Linked DNA regions of Mus musculus: regions 1 and 3 are each linked to region 2. A link is a contact called in public HiChIP or PLAC-seq data. All regions are on one chromosome and are shown on one strand. Each heading gives the region's core, a stretch centred on a gene start, on an enhancer-like site or on the middle of the called end of the contact. The rest is flanking DNA. Distances are from core to core; before and after follow the strand shown. Region 1 overlaps Arhgap21 (Rho GTPase activating protein 21). Region 2 holds the start of Pdss1 (prenyl (solanesyl) diphosphate synthase, subunit 1). Region 3 overlaps Arhgap21 (Rho GTPase activating protein 21).

The links. HiChIP or PLAC-seq counts read pairs in DNA pulled down with a chosen protein or histone mark.
Region 1: an H3K4me3 HiChIP or PLAC-seq map of stem cell-derived neural progenitor cells shows a contact between it and region 2, with 5 times the contacts expected there. The contact joins the enhancer-like site here to the promoter of Pdss1 in region 2. A contact is called at or near these places in 4 of 39 promoter capture datasets (cranial neural crest, hippocampal neurons, liver and 1 more) and 3 of 115 datasets of contacts at active chromatin or transcription factors (embryonic stem cells, extraembryonic endoderm stem cells and stem cell-derived neural progenitor cells).
Region 3: a contact with region 2 is called in a FOXA1 HiChIP or PLAC-seq map of pancreatic cancer cells. The contact joins the enhancer-like site here to the promoter of Pdss1 in region 2. A contact is called at or near these places in 2 of 39 promoter capture datasets (cranial neural crest and liver) and 4 of 115 datasets of contacts at active chromatin or transcription factors (embryonic stem cells, extraembryonic endoderm stem cells, pancreatic cancer cells and 1 more).

What each region holds. Positions count from the first base shown.
Region 1 is chr2:20,921,032-20,923,731 of GRCm38.p6, forward strand. The region is part of intron 1 of Arhgap21 (Rho GTPase activating protein 21); the gene reads right to left. Among named protein-coding and RNA genes, the nearest start is that of Arhgap21, 45 kb to the right of the region's middle. Within about 2 kb of position 1,305, at least 28 of the 459 cell types and tissues checked have an H3K27ac peak or open chromatin away from gene starts, as enhancers often do. A contact at or near this core is called in stem cell-derived neural progenitor cells, where this site is marked.
Region 2 is chr2:22,894,164-22,896,863 of GRCm38.p6, forward strand. Pdss1 (prenyl (solanesyl) diphosphate synthase, subunit 1) reads left to right here and starts at 1,359. Exons shown (of 11, transcript NM_019501.3): 1 at 1,359-1,599. The coding sequence starts at 1,468.
Region 3 is chr2:20,942,167-20,944,866 of GRCm38.p6, forward strand. All of the region lies in intron 1 of Arhgap21 (Rho GTPase activating protein 21), which reads right to left. Among named protein-coding and RNA genes, the nearest start is that of Arhgap21, 24 kb to the right of the region's middle. Within about 2 kb of position 1,260, at least 128 of the 459 cell types and tissues checked have an H3K27ac peak or open chromatin away from gene starts, as enhancers often do. A contact at or near this core is called in embryonic stem cells, extraembryonic endoderm stem cells, pancreatic cancer cells and 1 more, where this site is marked.

The sequences.
Region 1 (2,700 bases), core at 55-2,554, 2.0 Mb before region 2:
ACAGAGAAACCCTCTCTCAAAAAACAAACAAACAACAACAACAAAAAGAATACAAGATTCTACAGACTCTGCCTTGGCATTTCACTTTCCAGGTTAAGAGAGGGAGAGAAACACGAGGCAATGACTGAGCAGCAGCCCCAGCTCCCTTTGCAGATTTGTAAGGGTGATGGTGCAGATCCAATGGCCAGTTTGGGAATGTGCTTATCAGCTTTGCAGTTTGGCAACTGTGATTCTCAGTCTTGTCCATTGCTCTTCAGTTCAAGAGTTTAACTAGCACAGTTACCTCCTAGTTACACTTCCAGGTTCCCCAGCCCTCTAAAAAACCCAAGCCCAAGAAAGGAAGACTAACTACCAGTTTCTAATATACAAAGTCTCCACAAGTGACTTCAGAATTTTTCACTCAAAACACTAAAAACAAGGGGAGAAAGGCTTAGCTGGTCATCTAAGATCTGGCTCCTTCTTCTGCTAATCTCTGACCACATTTTTTTCCAGAGTTCTTATTTGCTTTGATGTCCTTTCCTGACTGCAGTTGACACATAAGCATGTCAAAACAGTGTGATTTAAGAATATCAAGAAAAATAAAACTGAAAATAGAATTGGAGAAGATGCTGTATTACAGGACATTTTCAGAGAAAGGAACAGAAAGTGTCATTAAACACTGTTCCCACTGTCATGTCAGTGTGGCACTGCAGGTGCATGAGCAATAGGCTCTTGTGATGCTAATTTGCATCTCTAATGGCTAATGATAAAGAGCACCTCCTTAGCGTATTTAGTTGCCCTGTTAAATGATTTTCACCAACAAAAGACCCTCTGAGTTTTACTGTAAGTGAACTCTTTTCATGTTACACACAAGCATGCGGAGGCCAACTCTAAAATGATTTATCCCTGAGAGTGGACAGCTATAATCTGAACAAAATCCCAGTACTCGAGGTGGGAGAGGAGGCTGATGCAGGAAGACAGTATGAAGCCATCCTGGGATACACAGCAAGCCCATAGCTCAGGAAACTTTCAAAACCAAAGGTCTCCCAACTCCAAGGCTAGGGGAAGTTCTGTGTGTCTCTCACCTTTTCTATCTTGTAATCTGTGTGTATAGCCTTAGGTATTGCCTAGCATCTTTTAAGATTTCACTTTCCTTTAGGACTCTAATTTTAACACTTAAAAACCGAATTGTACATTAAATTCAAGTCTAGATTATTCTTTTGATAGACTCATACTCCCAGATATATTCATGTTTTCAATCACACAGGAACCTCTCCTGGATCATGGCTCCATCCTCTTAAGATTCTGGTCCTGTTACAGCTTCTTCACCACTCTTTACACAAAAGAAAAGATACTTTGGTCCTCCACGAGCTGATTTTTTTTCAGAGCACATAACTCAGTCCTTTCAATTTTTCCATCCACCCAGAAGACATCCAAGCCCTTCTAGTCTCTGACCTTTCCCCTGTAGGAAAGAAGGGAAGGTTACATTTTCATTGGCCTGTTTACAAAGAGGGGATAAAAGAAACATACAGGAGTCCTGCTCTCACTTGCACATACCCACAGAGCCTTTGATCTTCTGATTTAGTAACAAGGACCAACTGTGGGCCTTGAGTGAAGAAGACAGCACTCACAGATCCCTCCCTCCCTCAAGTTACAAGGCTCCCCAGCACATCTCACTTCCCAGCCAAGAGCACCCATTTACTTCTTAGTGAAGGAAGGAAGGCAGCTGCTGGATAACAGATTAAATTCCTGTGGCCTAAGGGCTGCCACTCCATTCCCTCAAAAAATTTTATAACAAGGTCATTTGATTGAACAATAGCTCAAAGTTAAAAGAAACCAAGGGAAAGGGTAGCAAATCGCTCTAAAAATTGGATACAATAACTAGAGAAAGCAAAGTAAAGCAGGTGAGATACCAGTGTAAGGGTGGGTGAACCACTGGAGCATAAATCAAGAAAAGCAATCTTTTTTAAAAAAGAGCATTGAAACACCAGCATGATCAGAATAGTGGGAAAGTTCTAAAGGATTGTGAGAAACATTTTACACAGGTAAACTTGCCACCAATTACTGCAATGCACACTCATGGTGGCTGAAGATTTTTGTGTGTAAATCACTATGGTGACTGCTTAAGGTTTTTTGCCTGGAACATGGAAGGCTCTGGGATCAATGACAGGGTGGGAGAGAAGGAGAGGCAGGAGGAAAGGGGGAGATAGGCTCTTACAAGAGGCTATAACAAGACAGAGTGCTCATTACATAATAAGTATAGGTATGTCTCCTTATGCACTTATCAGGTCATCTCTGTTGCACATTCCAGAATGCACTCTTGAAAAAGCACTTTGCATCCTTTTGTCTTCAAAGGTCCTCATAGAAATTCTATGATAGATCTACAGTCCTACTGGTGAAGTCTTATTCTCTTCTAACTCTTACCACAGGTCAAACAATGGCTTAACGAGTCTGTTTGAAGAGCCAGACCTTCTTTTGGTGATTTTACTTACTGAGGAAACACAAAACTGTGGTTTTCTTTTTCTGTCTTTGAATTGTTAACTTTACCGCTGCAACCTTCAACTGGAGTGATGCTGTTCTGTTGATATCTCTAGTCCAGAGGGAGACATGGACTCTGAGCTAGACTCTTTGATCTAATCCTTGGTTTATAGCTGCAGACTGTGGTCGCCAAGCTTCTTAAAGCGTTTCTGCCTTGACTGATTGGCTCTGAGGATGAATAAG
Region 2 (2,700 bases), core at 109-2,608:
ACTATACTAGGAACGTGCTCTTTTGCTTATACCACAACCCACTACAACTTCTTTTTAAGAGCCAGGGCTTTTGTTTTAATCTGGATAATTTTTACATTAAAAAATGCCCAGCAGAATTGTGGATTGCTATCCTTCTCCCTGTGGGTTATTCCTGTTGCCCTACCTGCAAAGGAAGATTACCAATAACAATATACCACAGGTCATAACATTGTCAAAAGAACATGAAAGTATTTATTGCTACACTTATCTAGGCAAAGCCTACCTATTTGATTATTTCATTCACTCATTCATTAAGTAATTTGTGGTGTTGGGATGGAACCCAGGATGTTGTGCATGCTAGGAAAACACCCAACCACTCAGTCAAAACCCTAAACAGCAAACGTTTTATTTTGACAAGTTTCATACATGTATAACCTCCATTTTTAACATAGAAACCTAATAAGAAAATAATGAGCTCAACTTTAGGGTTAACCCTCTTTAAGTGTGTTGCAAACAAGAAAAAAAATTATGATTCAGAAAATTACAGCTGGTTTATTTCTTCCTAGGAGGGAGACTGGGAGGAGAGGGGGGTCGAGATGTAAAATGAATTAATGAATGAATGGGAAAAAAAACATCAACATGGGAAGGCAGTAAACTTCTTCAGTCTCCCCAGCGCTTGCCTCTCATTGCCTCCACCTAAGATTATGGCGTAAGATTATTACGAGCATGTATAATCATTTGATGAAAGTGTTATAAAAATGCTGTTTCAACTTCGGAATAAATCCGACATGCGACAGGCAAAATGAACAAATGAAACAACGACAATAAAAACATTTTCTTGAGCATCCTGAGCTGCACTGTATGCATTAGCAAATAGAGTTGGAAATGGGGACGCAGGTCGGTAATCTCAGCAGCAATAGGCTGAGGCAGGATGGTCAATTTGAACCCAATCTGGTCTATACAAAGCCAATCTGGTCTACACGGCGAGATAAGATAACGAAAAAAAATTAATTTTGCGTAGTTCATTACATCCAAGGGTTGGTCTCCCATATCCAGACATGAACAAAACCGCTAAACTATGCATGTATACATCTCTAAGGCTTTCAGGATAGAGTCCAAAAGCTAAGAGATAAGGTCAACTTAGCTTCTGTTACACAATAACCCACAGCGTAGACTAATTAGAGGAAGTTGGCACGTCCACTCGGAGCTTGGCATTGCGAAAACAATGGCCTCAGGGTTAGCAGGTACCGGAACCAGATTTCTGCACGCTTTGTCCCGCGTAGGACAACAGTTCGGACGCACATTTCTGGATAAAAGCGGACGCGGCTCCCGACTAGAGCCAGTGGCTCCGAGGAGGGTTGAAGAGGACAGGCGACCGGGTGGGGAACAGGGTGCGGCTTCGCGCTTCCGGTGCCCAGCTTCCGGCTCCGGGTTTGGGCTTGGGGCAGAGGCGGAGCTACGGCCCGCCGCGACTTTCAGACTTGAACCATGGCTATGCGCTGGTCGTGCTGGCGGCGTGGCTGCTCCTGGAGGCCGACCGCGGTCGGGAGCCCGCGGCGGGAACGACCTGGCTGTGTGGAGCCTCTCGGAACACGTGCCGCCTCGGACACCCGCGCGCAGGTGAGGCCGGGACGCGCGCGCTGTCCGCGGCGTAGAGGTCACCATGCCAATGACAGCCGGCGATCCAATGAATGGGAGGATGCGCACGTGCGCCGGGGCCTGCAGTCCCCACTGGGTGGGACACCCGGGAAGTGGGACTAGTCGCGGGGCCAGAAGTGCGGAGCTGCTGATCGGGCATCCAGAAGACATTGGGGTTGAGGTAGAGGGAGCGGCGGAGCGCAGCCCTGTTAAGCCGGGGCTACCCGGGTGTGTCGAGAGGACAACCAGAGCCAAAGGGACCTCTGCTTTCACTTTCCTAGCAATTTCGGGTTTCGGATCCAGTTAGCCTCAAAATTCGGAAAGGGTGTTGTAGCGACGCAAAGTGATGCTAGCCAGGGTGGACTTCAGTGCTGCAGGTGCTTACAAGAGAACGCACGCCTGAAAGGCGCTGGAAGGACACTAGAAGGAGAAGAGCCGAAGGGTGTCATGAGAGACCTATGACTTCTTTGAAGTAAAATCATTATCTAATTAGTAATTGCGGATTCTTAAAACTGTCTCCTACTGCGTTTGATTACAAATTCATTTTCTTTTGGTTTTTAGCCCTGTAAATGACTCTCGCTTCTGTGTGAGTTGGGTCAGTCCGTGCCGTGCTTTACCTGGCAGTATCTGCAGACTGACTTTTGAAGTTAGTGTTTTTTTCACTTTGGGTTTTGGAGACCTTTCCGGCCACCGAGTAATTGTATAAGTAATTCATCTTTCATTTTAAAAATAATCACCCACCTCTTAAATTTTAGTACTATTTGGTACATTTCATATGTCAGTGTACTTATCAAACTCTATACTAGGAGGAGATGTGTAACATTTATAAATATGTGGCTTGTACTAAACAAGATGCATAAAACGGATTATCCAAAAAAGAATTTGGAGAGAAAATGCAAGCTGCTCTAAATAGAAAGAATAACAAATAAGAGAAAGAGAGCATGTAGGAAGAATCTTAGAGGAAGATAGGCTTTGTAGGGATCCATTTTGATACTGCAAGCTAGACTTTAGAGGGTTTGGGGTTTTATCTCTATAGAAAGGAAGGAAGGAAGGAAGGAAGGAAGGAAGGAAGGAAGGAAGGAA
Region 3 (2,700 bases), core at 10-2,509, 2.0 Mb before region 2:
CATGTGTACATAACACAGAGCTCAGGTTTCAGCTTTGCTAGGCTCCTCATAGCATGAATTTTAAATGTTAAGATAATTGCAATATCTATCTTCTTTTAGTCTTTGAGTAGCCATGTAAAACCCATATTTTTATGGTAATGTAAATCCATTAGGGGGAGTAATAGGAAGTGCAATGAGGAATCAATCTTAACCTGGAAAAAAACAGACACTAAATGACCTTCCCTATCTCCAATTTCTCTGGTCCATGCTAAACTATGAAACTATTTTCTAGACAAAAAAAAAAAAAAAAAAAATCGGGCATACTGAAGAACTGAGATGCTAAGATCCTGCTTGCAACTAATATCAAGTCTTTCCGTCTAGGAAGTTTGTGTCTGGCCTGTGCAAGAACTGAGACACGGCTGGGGTGTGGCTGGACTTTCTGTGTTAGAAAAGCCAAGCCATTAGGCTGAGCCTGTACAGCATGATTTACGACTTACTGAAGAGGTCTCTGCCTGATAACAGTGCTGCTGGGGTTGTGCAGAGAAAGGCTCGCTTCTTAGAGAGCACTTAAGAACAGACAGCTATTCTTAAAAATATGCCCAGCAAGTTTTCTGTACTACAAAACTATGTTTTCATAAAAGCCCAGCTCATAACATGAAACGCTCAGAAAGGAACCTCATTCAGTTCCGCCACAGAAGAAATCCAGAACCATATTTTATTGAAAATTTAAAAAAAAAAAAACTTGCTCAAAGGCGGTTTGTTCCAAACTCTTTGTGCTATCTTATTAACACAATCTTAAGCTCCTTGGGAAAGCTGTGAACTGGCCTTCTTCTACAACTGTACCGTCTTCTCATTTATTAGTTTTAAATTAAGTCAGTCAGTCCCACTTCCCCTCCCCGACAGCCTAATGCTCCACAAACAGCAATGACTGTGTTACTTCAGCTAACTGCAGTCTTGCAGAGTAAGTAACTCAGATCATCAGATTTACCCTATGCTATGTTAAAAAAACTAATTAACTCAAAAGAAACAAAAGATGATTGTAACAAAAGGCAATGTTCTCATATCAAGCATTTTCTTTCCCCTACAGTTACAGCAGTCTTAAATTAAAAAGCAAAACTATGTATCCATCAGACAAACCTGGCCATTCCATGCACAGTAGAGATTGCAGAGTAAACTCCAATTGTGGTTTATCATGCAGTCCAGCAGCCTGAACTGGGCCATGTCTGCCTAGAGCGCAGCCTTCATCCTCTGACTCAGCAAGCAGCGCTCCCTCTGCAGTCAAGTGCTCAAGTGCTCGCAGAGGCTCTTCCCCTCCCTTTCCTGTCTGAGCATCGTCAGGAGAGGCCAGGCTGCATCACCCTCCCAAACACTAGGATATTGTTACATCACGCAGCAGAGCCTGCCTTTGTCTGTATTTAGCATCACTTTGGTTGTTTAACAATTGTTATCTTCTTCTTTGGGGGAATTATAAGCTGTCATTTACTTAGTCAATAAAAGCACAGCTTAGGAAAGTGGTACAATAAAATAACCATACTATCAACATCCTACAGCAAACCAATTCCCACACAGGAATTGGTCTTTACTCAGTGTAAAGGGGGTTAGAATCCCCATCCTTCTTAATCTCTCTGCAGCCCCTCGCATGGCTAACAGCCTTCCAAGCCTCCCATCTCTCTCACCCTAGGTGTAGCACATCTCCATTTTGTATAATATGTCTGTAACTCCTTGCCTAGCAAGAGGCCAGGAAGGAGGTGAGAAAAGAGTGGCTCAGCTTCCTCAATGGCTGTTGCTAGAAGTGCAACAAGGAGCCGACAGTTTAACCTTTGAACTCCAACTCACTCATCTGTAAAATAGGTAACACCTGCATGGGCTTTTTAGCATGAAAAAGTTTAACAAGACTAAAACAGAACACCTAATCGTTCTTATTAATATTCCCAAGACTGGCTTCCCTTCTTATCTAAGTTAGAATTCTCTCCTTGACCCACTTTCTCCTTTCTTGCGCTCTCCCTAGATGATGTCATCGTCCAGGCTCATGACTATGAATGACTCCAACCCTCTCCAACCCTTTCTCCCAAGCTTCAATCTGCATGACTGAACCCTTGCTAAGCATGGGTACCTAGATGCCTAGCACTACTTGCTCCAAACAGGGCTCATTATCTTCCCTCTCCCAGCCCCAATAATCTCCTCATCTACATAACGACAGCACAATTCAAGCCCTGGGTTACCAAAACACAAACAGCTCCTGAGCCCCTTCTCTACCCAGCTACCAAGTCTGACATCTCTAAAACACAGTCCTTTTCTCCCTCCGTGGCCTCCTCCTAAATGAGACTCCCATTGGCTTCTCCAGGTTGGTCTCTCCTCCATTCTGCCACTCCTCTGCAGTCTTGCTCCACAGGATTAACAAAAGAGTATTTTAAACCAGTTACTCATAGGGCTATACAGGCTACATCACTTCCTTCGCTGCTTTCTGTCAGGATATGGTCCTCAAAGTATGTTCCCATTAGCTCTATAAGACAAGGGATATGAGCTAGATGGGTTAAAACAATCATTTGGTCAAATAAGTTTGCTCCCAAACTACACCAACTCAGAAGTAAAAAACTCAAAAGAAAGAAAAGAAAAGAAACAAAACCAAAGGTAATCAGTGAGCTAGGGGAGGTACAAGAGAATGTGATGATCCTGAAAATTCAGAAGTTTCAATGGGCACACAATACAGCCCCTTAAAGA